Regions from separate parts of the Triticum aestivum genome. Here region 2 is linked to region 1. A link is a contact called in public Hi-C data. All regions are on one chromosome and are shown on one strand. Each heading gives the region's core, a stretch centred on a gene start, on an enhancer-like site or on the middle of the called end of the contact. The rest is flanking DNA. Distances are from core to core; before and after follow the strand shown. Region 1 holds the start of LOC123052009 (probable inactive receptor kinase At5g10020). Region 2 holds the start of LOC123052014.

What was found. A called contact is a pair of places that touch in the nucleus more often than the background predicts.
Region 2: a Hi-C map of leaf shows a contact between it and region 1, with 4 times the contacts expected there. The contact joins the promoter of LOC123052014 here to the promoter of LOC123052009 in region 1. A contact is called at or near these places in 3 of 5 Hi-C or Micro-C datasets (all in leaf).

What each region holds. Positions count from the first base shown.
Region 1 is chr2D:113,511,915-113,516,640 of IWGSC CS RefSeq v2.1, reverse strand. LOC123052009 (probable inactive receptor kinase At5g10020) reads right to left here and starts at 2,010. Exons shown (of 3, transcript XM_044475028.1): 1 at 925-2,010; 2 at 1-86. The coding sequence starts at 1,858.
Region 2 is chr2D:113,689,573-113,694,356 of IWGSC CS RefSeq v2.1, reverse strand. LOC123052014 reads left to right here and starts at 2,569. Exons shown (of 12, transcript XM_044475037.1): 1 at 2,569-2,864; 2 at 2,995-3,082; 3 at 3,363-3,462; 4 at 3,549-3,622; 5 at 3,826-3,894; 6 at 4,012-4,089; 7 at 4,383-4,507. The coding sequence starts at 2,761.

The sequences.
Region 1 (4,726 bases), core at 761-3,260:
GACAGTGGCTGGTAATGAACCTGATAGCACATTCGAAGAGAGATTCAACATTTTCAAAGTCGTAGAGTTCACAACTGGCACTGATCCTGCAAAATTACAAGGCACACAAGTCAATTACAGCTGTAGACATATGGCAATTATTCAAAGTTCGAAACTACTGCATGCTCACTAGTCATGAAAGCTGTCCCTATATATTTGCAATAGCATACGATCTGTTGTGATAGCACTGAAATAGTCGCATTGCATAAAGTCATATTAGCTACTTAGCTGGAATAGATCCAGGAACAAGTCTAGCACGGAAGAAACGAAGCGTCAACATGACAATTTTCCTCCTAAGCATGCAAGAGTCAATCAGTTTTTTCGGGGTTAATACTAGTCCACACTTCTATAAAATTTATTGCTAGCATGACATCTTGTAAACCACCCACGCGAGAAAGACCAAAAAAAGAAGTTAAAATAAGGTATAGGCTAGTCATGCATGCGAGCAAACGGTTGCTGGTCATCAGCATGCAAATGCAAATGTCATGATTTTCCGAGTCGCGACAATTTTTTTGGCAGAAAACGACATGCGAAATTCACACGAGAGCCAAATGTTTGGTATGCTCATGGAATCCTCCAAGCAAACAGGCATGTCCAGATTCAAGATGCAGCAAAGAATCTGTGCACGAGGAATTTGCCGGCATTAGAAACATTTGCGTTGCGAATGCCACCAATGCTAAGCACCTAACTCGGTGCTTGTGATCCAAGTACAACAACACTGTGGGAGCTCACTGGGCATCAGCATTGGCAAGGCATCCAAAGTTCAAGGAACAGGTAGCCAACATCACCACTATTCCAACTTGGGTTCAGATTCATGCTACTAGTAGATCGTGACAATTCAACAATATATGTATTCATTCACTCACTGGGAAAAGGGTGAGATACCTGAGAAGCCGTTCCGGCTGAGATCGACCTCGAGAAGCCGCATCGAATTATGCAGGAGTGTCTCAGGCATCATCCCAAAGAGGCCATTACCGGCCACCCTGAAGACCGACAGTGAGAACCACGAATCGAGCCTCGGAACCATCCCGGCGATCCCGGTGTTGCTCAAATCAAGGACCTCCAGGTTCTTGAACGCCCCCACGGTCTCGTTCCTGAAGAAGCCGCCGGCCAGCCTGTTGTGGCTGAGGTTCATGTACCTGGCCGTGTTCCCGATGCTGGTCAGGCTGGCGAGCTCCAAATCGACGGCCCCGGTGAACTGGTTGTCGCTGAGATCAATGTGCTCGGCGTTGCGGAGCTCGGCGAGCAGATCGCTGACATTGCCCCAGAAGGAGTTGCGGCGGAGGTCGATGCGGCGCAGGTTCTGCAGCTCCCGGATCCCATCGGTGGGGAAGCCGGAGGTGAAGTTGTTGTAGGAGAGGTTGAGGTGGACGAGGCCGGAGAGGTCGGCGAGGCGGCCGGGGATGGGCCCGTAGAAGCGGTTGCCGGAGAGGTCGAGGTGGCGCAGCGAGGAGAGGTAGCCGATGGCGGGGGGCAGGCGGCCGGAGAAGGCGTTGCCGGCGAGGGAGAGGTTCTGCAGGCCGCGCATGCCGGCGAGCGTGCCCACCTTGAGCTCCCCGGCGAGGCCGAGCCCGTCGAGCGCGATGGCGACGACGGCGCCGCCGTCGCACACCACGCCGCGCCACCGCGCGGGGCACGCGCCCCCGCCGGCGCCGGCCTCGGGCGCGTCCGGCCGCGACCAGGATCCCAGCACCGGGTCGCGCCGCCGGTCCGAGATGCCCTTCTTGAACTCGAGCAGCGCGGACACGTCGTCGCCCCTGGCGCCGCTGCCGCCGCCGCCGAACACCAGCAGAAGCAAGAAAACGTGGAGCGCGGCCATGGACGCGGGCTGTGGAAACAGGCTGCGGCTAGGGTTAGGGTTGGGAGCAGCGGCGGGGGGCGGCAGCGGCGGCCATTGGAGGGGGCTGGAGCGCCTGCGCGTGGGTGTGTGAGAGGTCTGGGGGGTGGGGGTGGAGGAGATGTGCTCTGAGAAAGGCCAAATTTTTGGAAACGGAAGGGGATGGATGGTAATAATAACGGCGAGGGGAGAGAGAGGTGTCCATTACAGACTGGAAAGTTACAAGTGGTTGCTCTGTTGCTGGTGTTTACCTTAGCTGTGACCCGCTGTTTACTTCTCTGTCACTGTGTAAACTATAGTATAGAATTATTCCTACTCTTATGGGTGTGGATTAAGCAGTGCTTATCTATTAATAGTCTAGTGCTTGGCACTTTTGCAGCTAGTAGTATAGCAACTTGTATAATGAGTTTCTCTAACCTGAAAAAGGTTATAAGATAAACTTATTTTAGTGGTACGTAGTTGCTAGTTTTCTTCATGTGTTTTACATCCAGTTTTTACTACTGGACGGCAATGGGATGGGTCATGAAAAGGGTAACATGAGATGCAGGGTGACCTGTAGTTGGCTCCTGCGTGCTGGATTTTTTCTGGTTGTATGAGAGAAGAAAATGTCTCGAGTGTTAGCAGACAAGGTGCATCACATGATGTCAACACAAATGCTAGGAATGTGGAAAGCGCTTGGAAACAAATTTTGTTATAAATGGACGGCACCAAATCACATGTCACACTCATTACAATCCGAAACCTCGATTTAACAAAACGGTACCATAAAGCAGAAGAAATGTTCAGTTTTCTCTCCGATATGGCACCTATTCAAGAAAGGAAAATTAAAAAAAAAACAGAATCATGTTGTAGTATACTCCCTCAGTTCCTAAATATAAGTCTTTATAGAGATTCCACTAGATGGACTACATACAAAGCAAAATGAATGAATCTATACTTAAAATGTATCTATATACATCCGTATGTGGTTTCTAGTGGAACCTCTACAAAGACTTATATTTAGGAACGGAGGAAGTAGAAAACATCAGCAAGGTTGTAAACAATCAAGAAGGCAGAAAAATAATAATGGCCTCCCAAATCAAGATGGCAAAAGAGGGAGAGAGAAATGAGAAAAAGAATCTAAGCAAATGATGTGTGCAGACACCGGGTACTGGTAGGAAAGCAAGCGCCCCACATGCCCCTAGGCGAGGCGACGCGAGGCTGGTTCAGACTTTGACCCCTTTCCTCCAGCTCACCTGCGCTGCCTTCCTGCTTCTCCATTGCTTTCTTTCCCTCCTTCCCCTCTTTTTTCTACCTCCCCATGCTTTCCTCAGACCACTCAACAACAGAACATGCCGGTAGATAAAAAATTCAGTAACAACTCAACAGAAGTTTACAAGCAAAATCAACGTGAATGATGGCATGGCATGATGATAATTAACAGGGGGAGTTGGAGTGCAGTAGCAGTAGTATTTATTTCAGTACCTTTCAGTTTTAGCAAGACACGGAGCTTAGATTCAGGAGCCTGTCCACATGCCCAATGATAAACTTTGTGTACCACCAGGTGGAGTTTTTATCCCTCGCGCACATCTGAAGGGAAGGCTTAACGCTGCCGATGTACAGGACATGTTTCTCCTGCCCCCCTGACCATGCAAAAAGAATAAAAATGCAGTGATTTCTGAAGACGTTTTTCCTGAGCTCTAGCTTTCTGAAGACGGTTTGCTTGGTTAGGCTTTTTGCTAAAAAAACACATTTAACATGACTCTTTTATGCTTTATTAAGAATGGAAGAAAAATGAGAAAATAAATGTTGATGGTAGTACTACGTGGGGGATTTGATCCGGAATGCCTGTTGTTAGGAGGAAGCAGGGCTATGAAAATGACTCGGCGCGCAGCACTAATCAGCCGATCCGGGAGAGTGATGGGCTTCCGGGCTTGGAGTTTCTCGCCATCAAGGTCCGAGTTGTCCATGACAGAGACGCCAGTGGTGCAAAAAGGATACCACAAGCGGGGAGGAAAAACTAGAACGTGAAGCTTAATCAGCGCTAGGTCAGGGCAGAGGATATGGCTCCAGTTTCGTTTCGTAGAGGGGCCCAGCAGGCAGGCATGATTGGACCTGACTGCACAAGTCAAATATCCCTCCTTCCTCCCTCCCGAATCCTGAGCTGGAAAATGAAATCCTGCATGGAATTTTGCGTGATGATATCAGTGAAATACTAACGACCAAGCTTAACTCGCAATCAGCATCCGGCCATGTGTTGGGTGCAGCCTGGTAGCTGTCCAGAGAGATTACTTAATCTGATCGGGCTCATGGCCGCATTCATTATGCGCCGCGCGGGATGCGGAAACGCGGAAAGAGTGCGATTTTCGTGAGGATTAAGCATGGTATTATCAACCAATTGTTAATTTCAGGCGCCTAATACACACGCATTTGATTCCCTTTGTGTCGTCGCTGTGAAGTGCCTGCGAAGGTTCGCTGCGTGGTTAGGTGGTAACAGATTGGTTTCATGGTTTGTCATCGGTGCAATCCGACGGTGGTCAGTTGGTTTGGAACATGCTTGGCCTTTGGCTGGTGTACTGTACTGCTGATTTGTGCGGGGGAATTAAGTAAGTGTTGTTTCGTCGTCGGCACCGGGGAATCAAGAGCACCGAGTAGAGATTAGCAGTGGCCAGGCCACCGCCCCGGTGGATGAGCTGTTACCAGACCAAACCGAGTAAAACCTTTGGCAGGCACCGCGTTAGACAGCAACAGAAAATGCCCGTTCTTATAACCTGGACCATGCAGTATTCTTGGCACAAATAATGGCAGGTATTGATTTGAGCATTTGAAAAAGGGAATAGAAAAAGGCTCGTTTTACTCTGCCGAGCCATG
Region 2 (4,784 bases), core at 1,320-3,819, 180 kb before region 1:
CTGTTGATGAAAAGGTGTGTGGCCGAAGGGTGTTGACAAACTTCCTCATGGATAATCTGTCACCGAGAGCCTGACGAAGGATCCATGTGATAGTGTCTCAAACTCTCAATCATCGAAAACAACCATTGCCTTGCACTAGGCTCCGTTGTGTTCACACAAGTGTTCCGCTAGCTCCCCATTGACGAGTGCCCAAACACACCTCGCCATGGTACATTCAAGAAAAGAATGTCTCAAAGAATCCACAACTCCACATAATGCACATGAGTTTGTAGTGGACATTTTTCGATGAGCTCTAACATCCTCTGTTGGCAGCGAGTTCTTTGCTAGCCTCCAAAGAAACATACGTATCTTTCCGGGGACTGGTGTTTTCCATAGCAACTTCCATGATGCCGCATCTCGGTCATTACTGGACGATCCAGAGGAACCATCTAGCCAAGCTTCTCTCCTTAACTTTGTTGCATCTCGGTCATTACTTTTTTTTTGAGACTAACTCGCAAAGCCTTTATTAAACCGTCACAATGTTTACAGGGACGAAAGAAAGATTCCCGGGATGTCCTAACCAAACATGGCGGCCAACCTCGAGAGAAAGTGCGTGCTTTGCAAGTTTGTGAGTTTCAAAATTTGAGCTCCTAAATTCATGAACTATGTTACAAAAATGAAAATCTGAAGACCTATCTATAATTTCTTTGATGACTGATCCATAAGCTGCAGACGTGCCATTCCTCACATCATCTATCACCACCTTGCAATCTGATGCAACATGGATGTTCTGGACGTATAGATCTATTGGATGCATCTCGGTCATTACTATAGCACTAGGTAAGGGCTTGCCAACTGGCGGTCCTACTTGGGTTGCGGTCCACTAAGCACCCTGGTCGCTTTTTCGTAACCTGGAGCTGTTCGCGTCCAGAACTAGGAACCATTTTGGGAATCTTCCCGAAAGTTTTTATCTTCTCTTTTTTTCTGCCTTTTCACATTTTCTTGATTTTTGAGTTTATTAATTCATGAAAAAAATTCAAAATATTTTTTTCATATACATGTTTTTATTAATTCGAAGATATTTTTAAAATTCGTGAATTGTCTTGAATTTGTGCACTTTCTAAATTTTGAGATTTTTTCTGGATTCAATAATGTTTTCATATTTGCGAACATTTTTTTCTTCTGAATTTGTGTTTTCTGTTGAATCCACGAACAATTTTTATATTCTCAAACATTTTTGTTCACAACTTTTTTGAATTCATGAACAAAATTTTATGTTCGTGAATATTTTCAAATTCACAAACAAAATTCAATTATGCAAACAAATTCCAATTCATGAACAATTTTTATATCCACGACCCTTTTTTTGTTTCACGAACTTCTTTAATAATTAGAAGTATAAACCCAACTTATTTTGTTTTTTAGAGCAATCCTGAAAATAGAGAAAGCACAAATTAATATGTGAAAAAGAAACGAAAGAAAAAGATGTCCCTGTCGGACACCCTGCACGTGACTCGTTGGGATTGAGAGGGTACCGTGTTCCTGACCAGGCGCATGAACGGGTCGATGTCCTACAGTAGGTGTGTTGCGCTCCTATGGCGACCTGTTCGTGAGCCTGGACAAAGATTTTAAGAATAATGTTCCTTATTTTTTTTAAATGTAGGAAAATATGGCGACCACTTCCCTCATATCTCTCTCTCATACACACGCATATCTGGCGTTGCTCTCTCGCATCCTCACCATCACGCCGACAAATCCATTCATGTCCAGATCTAGCATGCATAAAAAGATAGGAGGGAGAAGGACTGCATGTATCGACTATAGAGGGGAGGCGACTATAGACAATATTTAGGGGAAGCATGATGCGGGGATACCAATATCAAGAGTACCAAGATACGGATCACCCAGGTAAAGCAAAATGTTTTGTGTGCGAAAGGTTATATCATTGGCAGTGAAAAGGATGTTACTATATGTTGTCATCGGACCAGTGCCTAGGGAAAGAGCACATACTCGCTGCCGCTGTACCAACACTGCCGAGTGAGCACTCCCACATCGCCACGTCGCGGTCACACGCCGCCTCCTGCTCATCGACCCACATGCCAACAACAACATGATCCGACCATGGAATGACAACACAAGGAGCAGATGCCCTACTGCCGCACGGGCTTTGCCCCGACGATGGCAAGAATGAGTTGGTTTCCCAGTGGAGGCTAGGGCTCACCACCCGCGTCGCTCGTGCGGAGCAATGCGGGGCCGGCTAATTTTAGCAAGTCGGATTGATGAACGTCTTTCAGTGATTTACCAACTTCATACTCCCTCCGTTCCCAAAATAGATGACCCAACTTTGTACTAAAGTTAGTATAAAGTTGGGTCATCTATTTTGGAACGGAGGGAGTACAAGGGAGTTCACAATCTGCAAAAGATGATCATTCTCTTTGACATTTTTTTGAGGGATTGTCCTCTCACTCAAGAAGCAAATCTGTTATTTTAGTGGCAAAACACGAGTCATGTTGGGCCAAGAAAAGTACTCGTTCACGGGCCACGGCGCGTCATATTAAATATCAGCCCAATACCAGTTGTAACAGGAAAAGGCTTTGTCCTCGTCGCCGACTCTTTCTCTGTACACCCACGCAAGTTAGCTCTCTCTCTCTCCTCCACCCCGCATCCCCTTCCCCACGCACGCAAACGGCTTACCCCCGTCACGACCTCGCCGTCGCCTCGCCGCCACCGCGCACCGGGCAACCAGGAATCCGCGACCGCCGCCCTTCGAATCGCCGCGAGATGATGACCTCCCGGCGGGCCAGCAGCGGCAGCACCAGCAGCAGCTGCGCGCTCTGCGAGGGATCCAACCTCCCCTCCTGCTGCGCCGCGTGCGTCAACACGAGGTACGCTCTTCTCCGCCCCGCCCCGCCGCCCGTCCGTCCAACCCCGATTCGATCGAAGCTCGCCCTCTCCCCGGCCTGACCCTCGCCCGCCCCCCGCCTCCGCGTCGGATTTTTTTTTTGGTCTGCGCAGGCTGTTCGAGTACCACGCGACGCTGCGCCTGAGGAGGAACCTCCGCGACACCCTCCAGTCTCGCATCGCCGCGCGCCTCGAGGCCAAGGTTGATCCGTCGCTCTCGCTGTGCCCGACTCGCCCGTCCTCTCCAATTCAGTACTAAAACTAGTTTGGGTTTCGGTCTCTCGGTTTGGCAGTCTCCTTGTGTTTGTGCCTCGGGTCTGGAATCTATTGCCCGTTACATGGCTGGACCTAGAGTGATTTGTAGCTCACATTTTATCATTTTACAATTGGTGTTGGAGAACGGTACAGAAATATTATATGTTTCGAATGAAAAGTAGCACAGACAGAGTATAACTTTGGCCTGTTTCGTCTATTTCTGGCAGAGGAAAGCGGAGGAGCAGAGGATGTGGAAACTGAGCAAAGCTCACGACATCAAGGAGCTGAGGGATCGGCTCAGCGAGTTAAAGAGTCGAACTGCGTTAGGTTAATCTCTTTTACTCTTGCGGATTGTATCTTGTTACCAGTTGCCAGTTTGCGGTACTGAGTTGTGGTAATTAATGTGTTTGCAGAGAAGATGAAGATCAAGCAGGCATCGAGTGATCTCAAGGTGAAAAGTGGTACATTGAATGTGGCCTTTATCACGGTAAAATTATTTCTTTCTCAGTGTTTCTCTTTGATGAAATGTGAAATTCACTACTCCCTCCGATCCATATTACTTGTCGCTCAAACGGATGTATCTAGACGTATTTCGGTCCTAGATACCTCCGTTTGAGGAACAAGTAATATGGATCTGAGGGAGTACTAAGAAATTACTGATCCTGAATGTATCTTTTCCACCATCTTCAGCTAAAAACGAAGCAAACCGATTCATCAACGATGCACACCAATGCCATGAAAGCAGCACAGATGGGTCTTGTAAGTCCTAACATGCCTCTTCATTTCTTACTTATTATTCAATATCCATCATTTATGCGATTATGTCTGTCTGTTTTGGTATTCTCTGTAATTGAAATATTTACACTTTTGTGGCAGATGGCAACAACCTCCGAACGTCTGAAACGTCAGTCCAAAGCTGTAAAGCAGCTTTGCAGGTTGTTCCCAATGAGGCGAGTAAGTATTATGGTCTTGTCTGTTTTAGTGGCTTTGTGTTTTCTCCCTATATATGTATATTTTGAGATTCCTAGTGAGAACTTCAGTTGCATTCAACTTTGCTCATATTTAGAGCATGTGACTGTAACTAATTTACTTCTACATATTTCACACACTAGCTTTATATGTTAATAATTTAATTGTTGCATATTCACCTACTAAATTTTTCACATAAAAATGATTAATTTGATATTAATGCTACCTGAATTACCATGCATAGACAAAGATTTATATACCCAATTTTCAATTTGTAGGCTATTATAGATGGAGAAAAGAAGGATGGTCACAGTGATCCGTACGATGTTATATGTGGTGTTCGTCTACCTCGTGGTCTCGATCCACATTCAGTTCCATCAGAGGAGTTATCAGCTTCCTTGGGGTTATACTTCTTTCCTCAAACTACTACTTATTAGTTGTTCTGATATTTATAGTCTCCAATTCACCTTTTTACCTAGCTGTAACACTATGCTCTTGATTACCAGAATGATTAAATGAATGTCCATTCTTTTATGATTCATGGTCGTAAGTAAATTGCACCCTTCCGCATTCTGTTTAATCATGTAAATATCTTATATAAGATTGTTTGTTTCTAAAAAAAATCAGAGCGTAGACCATAGAGAAATGCATTTGATTTTCATTAGTTTATGCAAGTGAAA